2 separate regions of the Mus musculus genome follow, and region 2 is linked to region 1. The links are chromatin contacts, called in public Micro-C maps. All regions are on one chromosome and are shown on one strand. The core of a region is the stretch at or near the end of the contact, and the rest is flanking DNA. Distances in the headings are between cores, read along the strand shown. Region 1 overlaps Gm32633 (predicted gene, 32633). Region 2 overlaps Mtmr10 (myotubularin related protein 10).

Evidence for each region. A called contact is a pair of places that touch in the nucleus more often than the background predicts.
Region 2: a Micro-C map of the G1E-ER4 cell line shows a contact between it and region 1. The contact joins two enhancer-like sites. A contact is called at or near these places in 1 of 15 datasets of contacts at CTCF or cohesin (large pre-B cells), 2 of 484 Hi-C or Micro-C datasets (the G1E-ER4 cell line and large pre-B cells) and 2 of 115 datasets of contacts at active chromatin or transcription factors (T-cell acute lymphoblastic leukemia and embryonic stem cells).

Annotation. Positions count from the first base shown.
Region 1 is chr7:63,990,287-63,993,010 of GRCm38.p6, forward strand. All of the region lies in intron 1 of Gm32633 (predicted gene, 32633), which reads left to right. Among named protein-coding and RNA genes, the nearest start is that of Gm32633, 4.8 kb to the left of the region's middle. Within about 2 kb of position 1,470, at least 62 of the 459 cell types and tissues checked have an H3K27ac peak or open chromatin away from gene starts, as enhancers often do. A contact at or near this core is called in the G1E-ER4 cell line and T-cell acute lymphoblastic leukemia, where this site is marked.
Region 2 is chr7:64,325,877-64,328,576 of GRCm38.p6, forward strand. Mtmr10 (myotubularin related protein 10) reads left to right here. Exons shown (of 16, transcript NM_172742.2): 13 at 776-945. Among named protein-coding and RNA genes, the nearest start is that of Mtmr10, 40 kb to the left of the region's middle. Within about 2 kb of position 1,300, at least 66 of the 459 cell types and tissues checked have an H3K27ac peak or open chromatin away from gene starts, as enhancers often do. A contact at or near this core is called in the G1E-ER4 cell line and T-cell acute lymphoblastic leukemia, where this site is marked.

The DNA.
Region 1 (2,724 bases), core at 220-2,719:
GGTTAAGCAACAAACTTCCCAACTTCCCTCCCAGCTCCAGACAACCATCTTCCCCACCTCTCCATGAAACTGAGGGCTCTGGACACTTTGGATGAGCAGAGAGAGCTATCTGGGTATGTCCTCTGTAACTGGCCGACTTCACTTTGTGTGCCTACCATCCGCAGCTTCCTCCATGGTTTGCAGCAGGTGTCACAGGGGAGGGAGGAGTTTCGGGCTGCAGATTTCACAGGTCCAGGCACCACCTAGAACAATAGCCTGTGCCCAGACCCAGGAAGAATGGAAGTGCGGATGGGTTAGAACCATCCCCATAGGCAGCCCTTCCCTGAGGCAGAACTTCCTATTCAGGCAGGGACCTGGGGCAACATTGCTCCCGTGTTATAGGATGACTCTTGGAGTAGCTGGGAAGGGACAGCCCAAACTACACGCTGAGGAATGCCAGGACCATGAGGAGAAAAGCGAGGAGAGGTGAGGTCCAAACCCAGGTTGCTGCATTTACTAATGTGTCAAAGAGGAAGCATTGTTGAGAAACTCAGTGTGACTGCCTTTTGAGGGCCAGGGATGACAGTAAAGCTGCTGTGGGTGACAGGGTGGCCATAGAGTAGTTGACAGGTGGTGCCACTTTATTGTCAGAAGCAAGGTGGCTACAATTATCTCAGTGAGTGGCCAGCTGGATAACAGCTGGGGCCACCATCCAAAGAGGTGGGCTCGTGGGAAGTCAGCTAGGGTACTACCCAGTTCCAAAAATTAATACCCTGGATGGACATCAAAGAGACTAGAAGCACCCTTTTCCCAAACCCTCTCATCCCATGCCGGTTCTCAGGCAGAGGATCCAGGTTGAAGGAGAGGCGCATTTAGGGCAGATGTACCACCAAGGTGAGTGTGTGAGTGATGAGCCTAGGCTTCCAACAAGGGACCCTAATCATTCCCATTTCGTTGGTTATCCAAGCACAGGGCCATGGGGAGCATCGAGAAGCCTTCAGGACTGGGCCAGTCTGAACTGACTCGGTGTAGAGATGGCAGGGTCTCCATTGTGTCTATTAGAGAAGACCATGGGGAACCAGGCCTGGTATCCCTGCTACATGAGGCAGTCCTGGGAGTAGTCTATCTCCTGTACCCCATAGCAGCTGCTCTTGAGTACCCCACTTACCATTTCTGTAAGGCAAGATAAGATTAAACTGCCCACCCTCCCTTTCAGTTTTGGGAGGTGAAGCCGACTACAAAGGGAATGGCTGTGTCTCTTTTACAGCTGCTCAGGCCTCATGACAGCAAGGGCCAGGCCAGGCTTGAGGAAAAAGCTGGAGTGGTTGGGCCCAGACAGGGCTCCATGGAGCTGCAAGGGGCTTGAGTTTGAAGTCCGCGTGTTGGCATGTGCAGCCCGCTCTTCAGGGCAGATGGTGTTCCCCAGGCTGTGGGTAGAAGCTCCTTTGTAGACAGCATTCACACAGCCTGGGTTTCAACCCAAAATAGCTTCCTCTCCTCACCCCGAGCAGGGTGGCCAGCTGCTCCTCCTGCGCAGGTTCCTGGCCAAGGTGCAGCTCCACCTGGCCCATGTGCGGGTGGCACCAGGCTCCTGTACCTGCAGGGGCAGGCCATATTGGATGCTCAGGGGTGGGGTGGGGGGGCTTCTGTGGAAACCACCCTTGTGAGTTGGCAGTCAGGGCCAAGAAGGGAGGAGCCTTGGAGAACATGATGTAAGGGATTAGCCTGCCCAAGCCTGGAGCCCAGTGACATCCACCTGCCTCCCAGGGCAGCTCTGGAGCCAAGGCTACCCTTTCCCTAATTCATTCTCTATCTGCCCCCCCCCCCCCCCCCCGCAATCCCACCCGCGCATGCGTGCGTGTGTGTGTGTGTGTGTGTGTGTGTGTGTGCGCGCGCGCGCTATTTATTTATTTTTTTTAAATCACCAATAGCAGCCTTCTTCAGAGGCCTCCTGAAAATTTACCTTTCTGTCCAAGTCCAAATTTAGCCCTGACTTCCAGGCCTCTTACCATCTGGGCCTGCCAGGCCTCTGCCAAATGGATCAACCTGCCACAGAGTGGAGAAAACCCACTGCCCTGCTGCTTCCTGCATTGGAAAGCCCACTGTTCCTGCAACACACACCCACTGGGTTCGGGAAAGGCGTCGCTGACGCAGGCTTTGAGGCTATGCCTACCACTCCCTGATCCCCGCCAGGACCATATGCCATTTCACGTTTCAGACCGTGGCCATACACGGTGATAGTATCCATTTCACTTTGCACTGGTGGTCTTTGAAACCAAAGCCAAGAAGGCTGGAGCTGGGATTGAAAACTTGGGCCACCTAGAGCCTCCCTGGAAGGCCAGGCCACCCAGGGAGTGCCCCATGTTCCTTTGTTCCCAGCCAACCTGGATTACATTTGGGCCTCCTAATCAAGCTTTGCAACCCAGGAGGTCAACGTGCTGGTATTTGTAGATCCGTGCCAGACACTAGCCTGGGGAATCAGAGATGTGGACTATAGGTCTCTACTTCTCACAGCTGGCAAAGATGAAGAGAGCCAGGAGGAGGTTGGTCAGGGTGTCTAGAGATTTTCCCCATAGTTTAGTGTAGTTTGTCTTTTATCTCTTGACCACTGCAAATGCCAAATCTAGATAGAAGGAATAGTTCCTCACAGGCAGGGTAGGAGGTGCATGTCCAATCCTGTGGCTCTAGCCCTTCTTCTAGAACCTTCTTGTTTACTTTTGTCCCATAGCCTTGTGGCTGGAGTTA
Region 2 (2,700 bases), core at 50-2,549, 340 kb after region 1:
GGAATCCACCTGCCTCTGCCTCTTGAGAGCTGGGATTAAAGACATGCACCCCCACTGCCCAGTAGAAGACGGTGTTTTATTTACTATCCTTGACAAAACAAGAGCAGAATGCATCCTAGAAATACATTCTACCCTAAACTATGAGAAGTAAAAGATGTGAGCACTGCTCTGCCTGCCGTTGGACCCTTTCCCTCCTACTGGGTGGCCTCGTCCAGCCTTCGTGTGAGGAGAGATGCCTCATCTTCTTGCAACTTGATATGAAATGTTTGGTGGATATCCCTGGGAGGCATGCTCTTTTCTAAAGGAAAGGAAGAGTGGATGAACGAAGGAGGGGTGGCCAGGACAGGAGAACGGAGGGAAAACTGGTTGGGATATATTACATGAGAGAAGAATAAACAAGAAAAAATGTGTGCAGTGAACTGCTGTTATCTGCCAATAGTGACATATGAGAGTGCATTTGCTACTGAGCCCCACGGTCAGTGCATCAGGGTGGAATGGCATCTTCAGTGTGGTGGAGTGAATTAGCATAAATATTGTGTTTAGTTTTTACTTACTGATGACTTGCTCTGATACTTCTCTTGGTTCATATAGATTTCCAATAAATATAGAACATGACTTGTAAAAAATAAGTTTATTATATTTGAGAGCTGCTGGAATCCACTAAATTTTCTTACATAGACTATTTTGAAGGCAATTTAAAGTATAGAATGTTGAATTACCTAACTTACATTCAGGATTTCTCTTGGTCTTCATTTTCTTTCCATTTTATTGACAGAGGAGGAAGGCAGAGACTTGAGTTGTCTGGTGGCTTCTCTCATTCAAGTGATGATGGATCCATACTTCAGGACAATTACTGGATTTCAGAGTCTGATACAGAAGGAGTGGGTCATGGCGGGCTATCAGTTCCTAGACAGATGCAACCACTTGAAGAGGTCAGAGAAAGAGGTAACTAGTCCTGTTGCTTTCCTAGCACTTTTCAAAAGTTTGTTTATTTGTGTGTGTGTGTATGTGTGATGATTAGTGTTATGAAATATAGTGTGGCAAGGAGATATGTTGGGCCCATGCTAAGGTATGCCCTGAGGAATTACACTATTGGGAGAAGGAAGGGGGAGTGAGGACCTAGAGAAGGGGTAGAGGCAGACAGATGAGAGCAGAGCCATAAGGGTAGAGAAGAGGATGGGGCACAGAGGACAGAAAGAGGGGAGGGGAGAGAGAAAAACTGGGTACAGAGAGATTGGGGGCTGGAGTGCCTGGCAATCCCTTTATGGGAAGCCTGCCACCTGGTGGTGGTGGTTGGTGTTGTAAGCCCTGGGAGGAGCCTAGTGGAAGCACCTATAATCTGACAATTAGGGCATGCCAGGACATGCCTGTAGAGGTCGGAGGACAACTTTAAGAACTCAGTTCTCATTCTTCATGAGATTTTTGGGGTCAAAATCAAGTCTTCATGTTCATGTGGTAAGTGCAGTTACACTGAGCCATTTCATAGACCCCCAAACTAGCACCTTTCAAATATGTATGAGATAAATTTTTACCATTGTGAAAATGACAAGGGCCTCTTTAATTTTTCAGTATTGATTTAACACATTGTAGCTTTATTAAAGCCTAACTAATAGATTAGAATCCACATTGATGTAGAAGATTACCGTAGATACAAAGATGACCCCCTATCCTCTGCATCTTAGAGAATAGAGCCAACAACTTCTCTTCAAGCCAGTTGCCTGTAGGGTGTGTTGCAGTTTGTTCCCTCATCCCTGCACCTTAAACACATGGTCGAGTGGCTACCAAGCTGCACTGCAGCCCAGTTGTCAGAAAGTCAAACCTAGTGTGTCTGCACCATGGTGAGTATTTCAGCTGAAAGAACACATGGCCAGTGTCCCACTCAGTCCTATGTAGAAGCACAGGAAACAGGAGAAAGCAGAGCAGCAGGGCCATCCACTGTGTAAGTCCACAGTAACTGAGCGGATGATAATGACTTCAAAAGAATGATTATACGGATGATCAGTGGAATCAAGGAGAGGGTTGAAGACCAGAATGTATTGGAAGAGAGTACAGATGAACAGCTAGATGTAACAACAGCAACAAAGACAACTCAGGATGTGAAAGAGGAATTCAAGTGTCTCCAAAAATATTGAATTTTAGAAAAATGAAACAATAAATTGAATAAACTTTGTTGGAAGCCTCGCCAATATCAAGCATCAAGTGAAAACAGATTACCAGGATGTGAAATTGTAATAGAGGAATGAACTGAAACATTCAAACAGTAAGTTTTTAAAAGCAGGCATAGTACATGCAGTATTTTTGGAATATAATTTAAAACAACCAAACAGTTTAAAAGCTGGACATGGTGGTGCATGCCATAGAGACAGAGGCAGATATCTCTGAGTTCAAGGCCAGCCTGGTCTACAGAGTGAGTTCCAGAATAGCCAGGGCTACACAGAGAAACCCTGTCTTGAAACCCCAGTCTTAAAAGACCAACTAACCAACCAAACAAACAAAACAACTTAAGAGTCATGGACATAGAAGAATGAAAAGAGATATGAGCCAGAGACTACTGAGTAAAATAATAGCAGAAAACCTCCCAAGTTGGGAGATGGACATCCAGATACTGGGGATTTTAGAATCTCAAGCACTTATGACTAAAAAAGTATCCCCAGCTATCACAATACAGCTTTAAAGTGTGTGTGTGTGTGTGTGTGTGTG